2 separate regions of the Mus musculus genome follow, and region 2 is linked to region 1. A link is a contact called in public HiChIP or PLAC-seq data. All regions are on one chromosome and are shown on one strand. Each heading gives the region's core, a stretch centred on a gene start, on an enhancer-like site or on the middle of the called end of the contact. The rest is flanking DNA. Distances are from core to core; before and after follow the strand shown. Region 1 holds the start of Acbd3 (acyl-Coenzyme A binding domain containing 3). Region 2 overlaps Stum (mechanosensory transduction mediator).

Evidence for each region. HiChIP or PLAC-seq counts read pairs in DNA pulled down with a chosen protein or histone mark.
Region 2: a contact with region 1 is called in an H3K4me3 HiChIP or PLAC-seq map of craniofacial prominence, with 4 times the contacts expected there. The contact joins the enhancer-like site here to the promoter of Acbd3 in region 1. A contact is called at or near these places in 6 of 39 promoter capture datasets (the 3T3-L1 cell line, 3T3-L1-derived adipocytes, the C10 cell line and 3 more), 2 of 484 Hi-C or Micro-C datasets (bone marrow-derived macrophages and embryonic stem cells), 2 of 115 datasets of contacts at active chromatin or transcription factors (craniofacial prominence and large pre-B cells) and 3 of 9 other capture datasets (adipose tissue, macrophages and pancreatic islet).

Annotation. Positions count from the first base shown.
Region 1 is chr1:180,721,840-180,727,630 of GRCm38.p6, reverse strand. Acbd3 (acyl-Coenzyme A binding domain containing 3) reads right to left here and starts at 1,588. Exons shown (of 8, transcript NM_133225.3): 1 at 1,253-1,588. The coding sequence starts at 1,529.
Region 2 is chr1:180,455,530-180,461,625 of GRCm38.p6, reverse strand. The region is part of intron 1 of Stum (mechanosensory transduction mediator); the gene reads left to right. Among named protein-coding and RNA genes, the nearest start is that of Stum, 25 kb to the left of the region's middle. Within about 2 kb of position 3,140, at least 21 of the 459 cell types and tissues checked have an H3K27ac peak or open chromatin away from gene starts, as enhancers often do. A contact at or near this core is called in craniofacial prominence, where this site is marked.

The sequences.
Region 1 (5,791 bases), core at 339-2,838:
TCCAAAAATTAACTTTTAAGGGCAAGCACTGCTATGTGAACTGTACAGAAACCAGTGGATTCGCATTTATTTACGACAAACTCTAAAATCAAATCGGCGACTCAAGAGTTAAAGTGATCCTAAACTCATTACCACACAGGAAAGGCTGAACTCCTCCAGCCATGGCAAAGAACAGCTCAAGGGTAAACTTTAAAATACTATGAATTTAGAGTAACCATTTATTGTTCTGGAAAGTTTCATAGAATCTCACCTAGTTTGCACAATGAAAGTTGATTTAAAAATAAAACTACCTTCACACGGGTCACTACAGTGAACAACTCAACTTTAGCTGGTGAACTAGGCAATCCGAAAGCCCTAACTCTGGGAAGCTTGTCATAAATATGGGGTTCTAGAATGCAGGTGGAACCTAGCAACCCCTTTAAAGTTTCATTTGCCCTTATCTTGCTTTGTTTTCCCACGCAAGAACCTAAATAGCCTTTAAGAATCAGACTATGAGTCAAGCTCTTTCCCACTGACCAAATCTTGTGACTGTTACCTCCAGTATTAACTAGAGAAGAAAAAAGGCAGGAAATCACCGCACATCACAATTTTGTTTTAAGAAACAGTAGAGAGAGAGAGAGAGAGAGAGAGAGAGAGAGAGAGAACGAGAACTTCGCGCTTTAGTCTTCATCATTCACTTCCATGGTAGAATTTCCTAGCCACTTAGAAGTTACTAGAACACAGTGGCCATCACTTACTCACTCAGGCAAAAGGGAATAAATGAACTTAGTATTTTACTTCATCCTTCGCCACATCCCTATCGCCTAATGATCATGTCCCACACACGCTCACGGTTTACAAGGCTAGAAAAGGGATGTGTGGGACCCAATACAATTTTCTTCCACTAAGATAGTTTTTTTTTCTCTCTTTAAAAATCGCTTCGATGTTGTCGTGAGCCGTGAAAAACCGATACATAACAAAAAGGCGAAATCCATCCCAGAATAGGAGCCCCGGGGAGCGCGCGCTCCTGTCCACTCTAGCTCGTGGAAACCAGAAAACTTAAACCAGGTGGAACGCCCCAGCAACTAGGCGACACGGGCTGCTAAACCAGGGTTCTAGGTCTCTCAGGGGTGTGACCAGGGGCCGGACCGGCAGTGACAAACTCTCGGTGCCACCAAGGACGGACCGGCGCTCCGGTCACCCCGGCCTAGCTCGGGTGGGTGGGGCAGGCATGGCCGGCCCGCAGTCCCGCAGGGGCGAGTGACCCGCTCACTTTTGTAGAAGCGCAGCGCCAGGCCGTAAAGCTCCTCCAGGCCAAAGCCCCAGTGCTGCTCCATCCGCCGCGCCTCCTCGGCCGCGCCCTCAGCCGCCGCCTCCCCGGGCTCCCGCTGCTGCCCCGAGGCGCCGGAGCCCAGTCCATTCCCCGGGGCCGAGGACGGCGGCGTCTGCGGCGGGGCCCCCTCCGCGCCGGGCCTCTCCTCCGAGTCCGGGCTCAGCGTGAGACCGTCGAGCGACACCTCGAGCTGCTCTACGTTCAGCTGCGCCGCCATCTCCGCTCGCAGCGCCTCCTCGGCGGGGACAGGCGGCGGCCACGTATCGACTTCCTGCTGACCTCTCACCTCCGCTCGCCGACACCGGAACTTCCGCCGCCAAGGCGGCTGGGGTTTGAAAGCGCCGGGTGCCCCGCCCCCGAGCGTGTGGGCCACGCCCTCCCGTGCCCTCGGCTTGCTGGGGACCTCACGCCCCTCTCGGAGAGAGGCTCACCCCACCGCCGTGGCCGTCCCAGGGAGCCGGGACGTCCCGTGGGGTTCGTGGCGGTCCGCGTTGGTCGGGGGTGTGTGAGGTGAACCCCAAGCAGCGGTGTTGGGGGTGGCTGCTGGTCGCGTCCGACCCTGCAGGGGACAACTGCAGAGACATCTGTGCAGAGTCGCTGTTGGGAAGTTGCAGGCCAGTTACGGAGTCTCTTGCAACTGCCAGACGGTCAGAGCAACTGCCGTCTTCATTTTAAAGTAGAAATCAGGCTTTCGTCCCCTGCAGTGTTTGTCCTCTCCCTTAATTTATGTTCGTTCTCCTAAGGGAGGGAACGGTTGACTATTTTATTTTTTGCTATGTAGCTCAGGCTGACTTTGAACTCACTCGTTAGCTCAGGTTGCCCTTGGTCCTCCTGCCTTAATCTCCCGAGGGCTTTGACTACATGTGCAAGCCATCAGGACTAGCAATAAGGACAGCATGAGGCCAATTCAGCTATCCATGCCACGAAAGTGTAGGACCAGAAGACAGAATCTCTGCAGTGTCGGGTATAAGAAAGTAGGAGGTAGTTAAGGAGAAACAGCCAGAGTACATAGCACTCTCCTTTCTGTTTGCTTTTGTTTTTTTTGAGACATGGTTGTAAGCTACATAGCCCTGGCTGTCCTGTCACTATGAAGGTCAGACCAGACTAGCCTCAAACTCATAGAAACCCACCTCCCTCTGTTCTCGAGTGCTGTATTCTGGGATTTTTGGTTCCGTAGCAGAGTCTTCCAATTCATTAAAAGTGAAAAATTGTAAGATTTTCATGCATACACTGGGCAAGCACTCCAGCTTAGGGCTCTTTCATTGAGCTGAATGAATGGATGAAAGCACACTTCAATTACATACAGTATCAGTTCAGCTCAACATGATTTAAGGACTACCTTGTATATCATATACTATGGAAAATACAAAGGACAGTAGTCGTGTCCTACCCCTCGGCATCATGGTCCAGGAGGTGAGTCCGTGCCAGAGCACAATAGTATGGCCAGGCTGCTGGAAGGTACCTTCTGCCTCAGCACCTGTGAGCGGGTTCCCTAGCTTCTGTTTCCTCTTGGTTTGTTGAAAACACTGGAGTCATGAAACTATGTGTTAATATGTGTTTCAAGAGGCTGTGACATCACCAGAGAGCCTACTAACCCATCTTGAAGTTTCTGTCACCTCTGTATAGTGTCAACATGGGACCCAAGACTTCAATACATGGCCTTTGGGGGGCATTCCATTCCCAAAGTACAGTAGTGTGTAAAGCAAAATGTAAAGGAGTTGGGGAGGATTGCACACCTGTAATCCCAGTGCTTGGGAGGCAGAGGCAGGCAGATCTTTGAGTTCAAAGCCAGCCTGATCTATAAAATGAGTTCCAGAACAGCAGGGCTGCACAGAGGAACCTGTCTTGAAACAAAACAAAACAAAACAAAACAAAACAAAACAAAACAAAACAAAAAATCAGAAAGGCTTTGCTGGCTGGTAGTTTTTAATAAAATGTGACCACCATTATGTGCAACATTAAAATATACAAGAGCCCTTACCCTAAGGGGAGCTCACAGGGTAGAGTGTGTCCCTGGAGTTGACTAGAACAATTGGTATCTACTTTAAATCTGAACTGTTTGGTAGCCTGTTAAAATCTGGAATTTTAATGTCATATCATCAGGTTTCTGGCTTACCTTAAAATGAAGCAATCTACTGGCTATGGGCCTAATGCTGGTGGTTAATGATATTAGCTGGTGTTATGCAGGTTTTAAGATGTGCCCTAAGTTCACAGCCATTTACTGTCTTATGTGACAGAGACTGTCCAAGCTGTTATCACGGGTCACATGACAAGATTGATTGCTGTAGTTATCTGTCTGGTCACTTCTCTTAGGCTGCTTCTGCACTCTAACTACATACCACAGCCTGGGTGGTTTATAACTAACAGCTCTTTGTTTCTGACAGTTATTACAGCTGAGATGCTCAAGATCAAAACACTGGTTGTTTTGAAGTCTGGTTGGTGTGTAGCAGCTTCCTCTTAAGATTAAAACAGTCTGTCCTACAGGAAGCTCCTTAAGCAGGGAGGCAAACAACTCAAAATAGCTTCAGGAAGTTTCTGAAACTGACCAGATTCAATAGATCCCTCTGGTCAGAGTAATTCACCTCAGATCAAAAGAGAGCTGAGCTAAGAAGGAGACTTTGAGACCAGATCAGCTGCCTGGAATAAGCAGACCAGCAGCCCTGCCTGGAAGACATTTAGACCAACTGCTGCACCTGGAAGGACCCTCTTTAACTGTTGAGCTGCCTGCAGCCTATGCAGTGAGCTTCAGGTTCCCAGTCTTGTGAGCTGTCACCCATGCTAGGGTCAGCCTTAGAGATGCAAGTGTCATTTCTGCTCTGTAAGAACCCCTCACCTATATTCCTATAAGCAACTCCAATAAAACTCATAGTTCACCAAGTTGGATTTGGGTGGTATCTGTGCTTTGGTTTGTTGTGGGATCCCAATCTGGGGTGAGTAGACCTGTGTGTTACCTCCCCAGGAAAGGTTTTGTCACCCGACACTGGTTAAGGGCCCACTTTCTGGTCTGTATGCATCCATGTTCTTGTTAATAGTTTCACACAGTGGAAAGAACGGAGAAGCTCTTTGTGGCCTCTAAGGATGGTTAGCTCATGAGGGTGATAACCATATGAGCTTCCCTAACACTACATTAGAGTGTCATTACATGGGGGTTAGACATGACATTCTGTCTGCAACACCATAGCAGGTGTGTGTGGCTTCTTTAGACAGAAGAGAGGCTGGGCATTTCGGGAAATAGCTGAAAGCCTAGCACAAAGGAGAGAAAGGGAAAGAAGTGTTTAAGGTCATCCTCTGCTTCATACCGAGTTTAAGGCCAACCTGGGCTCCCTCCCCCTCTCTCCCTCTCTCTCCCCCCCTGACCTCTCTCTCTCTCTCTCTCCCACACACACCTACCTCACCATCTCTAACTAGAAGGAGAACTCATCTCTTCCCTGGTTTTATCATGCAATGTGGATGGGTTTAGGTTAGTTTATCTCTTCAAAAGTGTTCCAGAAGCTCTACAGCTAAGTGATAAGACAGAATTTCCCTACAGCTGGCACTATGCTCCTCCCTGCCTGCGCAGAGCATCCCCTCACTTCTGGGGTGTTTTGTTTTGCTTTGTTTTTATGAGGCAGCTTTGTTTTTTATGAGGCAGCTTTCTCATGTATGTCAGGCTGGCTTTAAACTCCCTGTGTAGCCCAAGCTGTTCCCAACCTTAGGCAAATCTTCCTCAGTCTACTGATGGCTGATGTTACAGGTGTGTGCCACCACACCACACTTGGAATTCATTCCCTCCCTCCCTCCCTCCCTCCCTCCCTCCCTCCCTCCCTCCCTCCCTCCCTCCCTCCCTCCTTCCCTTCCTGCTTGCTTTCTGAGAGAGAGTTACATACAGCCCAGACTGGCCTAAAACCTGTTATTTATTGAAGAATGACATTGAGCTATTTTTTCTTTCTTTCTTTCTTCCTTTCTTTCTCTCTCTCTCTCTCTCTCTCTCTCTCTCTCTCTCTCTCTCTCTCTTTCTTTCTTTCTTTCTTTTTTGAGACAGGGTTTCTCTGTATAGCCCTGGCTGTACTGGGACTTACTCTGTAGTCCAGGCTGGCCTCAAACTCAGAAATCCACCTGCCTCTGCCTCCCGAGTGCTGGAATTAAAGGCGTGCGCCACCACACCTGGCCGGCTCTTTTTCTTTTTTTTTTTTAATTTTTTTTTTCACTTTTTTTTTTCCTGGTGCTGGTATTTTCTTTTTTTGTACATTAGGCCATGAATTCGTATGGAATGGGCTCCAGCAGCTCCGGCTCTTTTTTGTTAGTCCTCACAAAGTGTGCTTCTCTGGGTGGCGCAGGCTGGCGCTTCAGCTGCACCCAGGTGCCCTTCTCTTTGGCTTCCTTTTTCTTCTGATCATTCTCCTTCACCCGCTTCAGGAAGCTGTCCCTGCTCTTTGAGTGCTTGATGTGCTCAATCCGCACATTGATCCTCTTGGCCAGAATTTTGTCCTTAACCTCCTT
Region 2 (6,096 bases), core at 1,891-4,390, 270 kb after region 1:
TGCAGGAGGGGTCCTCTTGGCCTGTGTCTCTGAGCTTGGTGCCTTGCCTGGCTTGAAGCACATACTTAGTTCATTTGGAGTGATAAGGATGATGTGTGATCTTACGCTGCTGACCTCTGGCCTCAGGCACATCAGAATCCCCTGGGAAGTCAGGCAAATCTCCTACTTTCAAAGATGCTGATCAGGAATAGAGTGAGCTGTGGTCTCCGCAGTCTGGAAAGGATTTCAGGGGGCGTCAGTAGAAGCTTGGACTTGGGAAAAGGAAGTCCCATGGTGATTGCTTCTGAGAGCAACTTGCCTTTGTGCCTCCTGCTTAAGTCTGTGTCCAGGACAGCATGGGTGAGTGGGGATTCACATGGGAGCCCTTGAACTCACTATGATCAACCCAGAAGATCCAAGCCTTCCAAGGCACCAAGGATGCAAGTGAATGTTTGAATCAAATTGAACATAGAACTCCTTGGCAAGGGGTGGTAAGGTCTGCCATCTTAGAAATGCAAGAAGCCACTGGAAAGACGGAGCCATGTCTCACTGGTCCATCAGAGTCTGCCCCAGCAAGGCTTCACCACAGCTCCAGGCTGGGCTGGCCCACACTGCTTGCTCCACCTCCTTGAAGATCCTCCTTCTCAAGTTCCCGCAAACAGAGCATTCGTTGGAGTTTCCTTGAGGTTTAAAATGTGGCCTTTGGCAAGGAGCTGTTCACAGAAACTAAACAGGGCCATGGAGAAGACTCTGTGGAGTTGAGTGGGGAGGAATGTGCTTTTCTAGAGCAGTGTTTAAAGATGCAGCTGGGATTTGTTTCTTAGCAACAGGGCTCATCCAAAGCACACTGGCAGTGTCAGAACACCCGACAATGCTGGATGCCCGCAAGCACCATGTAAAAATAATAATAATAAAAAAAGAAAGTACTGAACAGGAGCCAGGGGCTGAGCACAACTCCTCCAACAGGTGGGAAACTCAGAGCCACGGACAGACAGATGTAGATGCTATGGGGTGAGTCTAGAGCACCAGGTCTGGCCACACTCTGCCCTCCTTCTTCTGTTTGTCCATCTGTCCGCCCGTCCCTTCCTCCCTCCCTCTTTCCCCCATTCTTCCCACACACAGGAGCTTCCCTCTCTTCCTCCCTCCCTCCCTCCCTCCGTCCCTCCCTCCCTCCCTCTCTCTCTTCCTCCCTCCCTCTCTCTCTTCGTCCCTCCCTCTCTCTCTTCCTCCCTCCCTCTCTCTCTTCCTCCCTCCCTCCCTCCCTCACACAGGATATCCCTTCTCTCTGTGAACATTAATAAGCCTGCCTCTCCTCCAGCCTCATCTTTCCCAGCCCCCGAGGCCCATTCAAAGGGCCTTTGAGCCCGTTAGCCTGAAGACAGGGGAGCAGTTAGGAACCCACAGTCATTTTCTTAGCTCCATTTTGCACCATCAGATCCCTTTAAGGTCGAGTCATTCTCAGAACAACAGCGTTGTTTAAAAATACATTTTAAAAATATATCTATTAGGTTGGCTTCTCAAAACGCCCCAGTGATATCAACAAGCAATTTTCAGTGCCAGTGTTAAGCACGAAGCCCCAGCCCCGGGAGTAGTGACAAGTGTAATGTGAAGTAGTGGCTTGAGGGTGCTCTGAGGCTGTGTCGCTGTCATGGGAGTGCATCAACTCTGTCCAGGCAAAAGCCCAGCCTGCTGTGTGCCCTCACAGCAGGAAGAGATGCTTCAGGCAAGGCAGAGGTTAGTGGCAATTGAGGGATTTTTTTTTCTGTGTCACATTGTAGATCGTGGCTGTGTGCACCAGGCTACCCCCTTATAGCTATTTCCTGTCTCCATCCTCTTCTTTCCATGTCCTGGAAACCTGTGCTTCTCGCACACCTGCACTGTTGTGTACAGACAGACAGACAGGAGCAGCAAGGCAGACACAATAGATGGAATCGAGTGAGGACTATTTCAGCTTCTGTAAGGACTTGTCAGGGTGCCATTCAGTAAGCCCCGTGTTATTCTTCACAAAGAGAATTCACAGCGCAGGCTTTCTCAGGTCAAGGCCACCGAAAAGTCATTTGAACTTGAAAAATATGAGAGCTCTTGGAGAGCTCTTTGAAAAAATTTTTTTTCAGCTTGATCCCCACCCCACCCCACTCCACCCCATTAAATCTACTCACTTATTTAACAATTTTGATATGCACCTATTAAGTGTCTAAAATGTAGAAGGTTCTCGACTATATCTAGGGTCTACAAGGATATTCTTAGGAAGCTGAGCTTCGGTGGACACCAGGGAACCTAAGATGGGACCATGACCACAAAGGCTCATGCTGAAGGGACCAGTGAGTCTAAGTCTCTCACTTCATAGATACAGACACTGAAGCTCACAGGTAGGAATGACAGATTTCTCAGGGAACTATTTGATTAGCATCCTTTTGGCCAGGAGCCCTTTGAAATCTACTGAGGAGCCAGGACATCTGAACGTCGTCCTCAGGATGCATCTGAGCTGGTGATGCGGCAGGCAGGGCTTCTGATTCCCAGAGGGTGTGGATGTCAGCTTTCTCAGTGAGGAAGCGGACTGTGGGAGTAAGGCACAGGGGACAAGCAAATAGAGCAGGTGTGGACAAACCCTCCCGCCCAGTGACAGTTCTGAACAGTGCCAAGATATTGTCCAACAGCAGGGTGACTTTGCAGGCTCCGTCAAGTATCCAGGCTCCCCACCAAGAGTTGCCAGACTTCCCAGGGGCTCTAAGCTGGACAGCTCCTAGCTGATCAGGATAGGGTGGCTGAGTGACCATGAAGAGCTTGGATAGAGAGGGTGAGAGGACTGGCAGGCAGGCAGCCAGCCCTTGTTTCTATAGCGCCTGCCAGGGAGACATGAGAGAGCCTTTTGGTGTTGGCCAAAGTACCAGATTCCCCATGCCATGGCATTTCCAAGAGGTGGGGGTGGGGGGCAGGGAGTGGGGGGAGAGAAAGAAATAGCATTTAAAACAACAACGACAACACAAAACAAAAAAGCCACCAGTCATTTCTACAGAGACTGTGTGCTCTGCCCAGCCTCTTGTGTCCCAGCCCTTTGGCTCCCTAGGACCGAAAATGTTAAAGGAAATTGTGCTGGATTCATGCTCCGCCCTCTCAGCTGTTGCTTCTTGCCCTAATAGGAAACATCTCAGCAAGTTCTCCCCAGGGCCTGCTGTGGCATCTGGCTGGGCTGGTGCCTGTCTGGGGCTGCTATCTCCATCCCTTCCCTGCTTGCTTGGATTGCTAGAAAGAGAAGCCCTTGGCCTGGCTTACAAGCCCCTTTATGTTGCCTCTTCCTGGCAAGTTCTGCAGCGTCCGTGGCAGAGCCTTCCCTCGGACTCAGTGGGCAGGAATAAGGCTGTTCTGTAGATAGACTGATGGCTGTCTTAGTCCAGGTCTCAGAAGAAAGAGAGATGGTGATCTGTGGGGCTGCTGGCTTAGAAACCGCAGGAGCTGGGGGGAGTCCATGTGTTTGTGAGACACAACTGGGGCCAGGGGAGGGCATGTATTAGGGGCATAGTCGGGGTAGGAACTAGGAGGGACTCTCAGGCTTGGAGAACTGTTGTGGGTTAACAGTCCCAGTTGCAGTGTTCATGCAAACCCTTCTCAGGGGCCTCTGTAATCAGCTTGCTACTCACACCAGGAAAGATGCTGCCTGTGCCCTGGACTACTCGACGCCTGACCCTACCTGCCCTGGGGGGTTGGAGGTGAGGTGGCGTAGAGTCAATGACACAGACTCTGGGAGCAAGTGAGAAACTGCAGCAAGCTCATCTGAGTGCTGCTGCAAGCTCCTTTAATACCCTCCACCTGAGCTCCATTCATCCCAAGAAAGCATCTCTTCTGAACAGCAGTTCCTGATTGGCTGGCATTCTCTGCACGAACAATCCTTGGTCTCTCAGGCAGTTCTCAATTAGGTCCTCCTGTGGGAGATGCTTTTATGGCTGCGCCCCTGGCATTTACATAGAGGTGCCCCCCCCTTATTCCGGCTACAGAAAGGACTGTTCCTTGTGTGCCAAAAGTTGAACTAATGAATCCCTACCCCAAGAGAAATTTAGTCTAATTGAGATTATACCTCTTTTATGAAAGACCTACCTCTCCCTGGAGTAGCCAGGGAGCAGTGAGTTGATGGGCATCCAAAGGCCTGGGTCAGCCAGCTTCCTGTTGCTATAAGAAACATCCTAGATAAAACTGGCTTGTACAGAAGAATGGTCATTTATTTAGGGTTCATAAATTCAGCCTATGGTCAGTTGGCCCATGGCTCTGGTCCTGGGGCACAACACTGTGGTAGGAGCCTGCTTCAGAACAAAAGTAGTCACCTCTTGGTTAGGAAGGAAAAACCAAGAGAGAACAGACGGCAGCCCCCTGCCCCCAATTCCCTTCGAAGGCGTGTCCCTGATGACACAGGGCCCTATTTGTTAAAGGTTCTACTACTTCCAGGAACAACAAGCTGGGGACCAAACCTTCAACACATGGGCCTTTGGAGGGAATTCAAAAGCTAAACTAGCAGGGTGTTTTTTAAAAAGTTGTGCTAAGTTGGTGGATATAACATAAATTTTACCAGCTTAACTAATTCTAAAAAATTTTGTGGTGTGCATGTGCGTGTGTGTGTGTGTGTGTGTATTGTCAGTTTTCTCCTTCCATCTTTATGTGTGTTCCCCAGGTTGAACTTGGGCACCCCACTGTCCTCCTCCACCCCAGCTCTGGTCATATACAGCAAGCTCCCTTACCGACTGAGTCATCTCTCCAGTCCTAACGTAACCATTTTTTAAGTGCACAGCTTCGTTGCATTAAGCACATTCACACTTGTGTAACCGTCACTGCCAACCACCTCCAGAACAGTTGCATCTTCCAGAACAGCATGTCTGTAGCCCTTGAGCTGCAGCTGTGCACCCCACCCCCACCCCTTGCAGCCCTTGGCGGCTACCTGAGAACAGGGCGGCAGAGTCCGGCAGCTGCCTTCTGTGTGCCTCCTCGATGATGCTCTGGAAATGTCTTCTTCATGAGCTCCTGTTGAATGTATTGCATTGCTGTCTGCATTATAAGTGGAAGCAGGCTTTGCCTTGTTTCTTAGGTAGCCATAGCTTCATGCTTTCCAGATGCCCCCTGCTCTTCTAGGCACCCAGAGCCTCCTTTAGTGCACATAACCACATGAAGAGGTACAGGGTATTGCTCTCATTTTCAGGAAGAAGGGCAAAATGGTTGAGTAACCTGTCCAAGGTCACACGGAGAGGTTATGTGACTTGTCCAAGGTTACATAGGTAGTGTGTGGCAGAGCCAGGTTCAAAACCAAGCAGGTCATTCTTGCAGCCCATGCAGGGGATAGAGTGCCACTTCCTGGGATTGATTTTTAGCCAGGGACTGTCCTCGCTGTGGCCAGGTACACTGATGTCAGCAAATAAGAGAACAGAAAGCAAACCAGGCATCAGAAAGGGCTCCAGACCACAGGGAAGCCTGGAGATAAGACCAGGTTGTCTCACGAACAAGGAGGGCTCTCTCCACCGGCCCTCAGTTCCACACTATCAATGTTAACACACACAAACACAGGCATTTACACACAGGACACACATATACACACAAGCACACATGTATACACACAGGCACATGCATACAGAAACAGGCACACACTAAGAATTACTTAATGGCTGGATGATCTTTTTTACTTGTTTGTTTGTTTGAAGCAGGATCTCTCACTACATAGCCTTACTGTCCTGGAACTCACTGTGTAGACTAGTCCAGCCTCCAACTCATAAGACATCTGGCTGCCTCTGCCTCCTGAGTACAGGGATTAAAGATGTGCACCACCAAGCCTGGCTGGTTAGACAAACTTAATGAAAAACTTCCTTAGCTTCCAGGAAGGAAACTGAGGGTGCCTCTGGAACCCCAGGGCAGTTTGTCACCAGTGGAGCAGGAACAACCACAACTTAATCTGGTTATTGTGAGCACAGTGAGATCATGGCTGCTTGTCGGCTTCCCAGAATGCCTTAGCATCTTCAGCTTGTCTCAGTATCATGGCCGTATGTGCTTCAAATGTCTTTCTTCCTTTTGGTAGAACCCAGGGGTTTACGCATGTTCACTGAGTTCATCAAGTTCCTTTCTCAGTTATTTTCACAAACAATA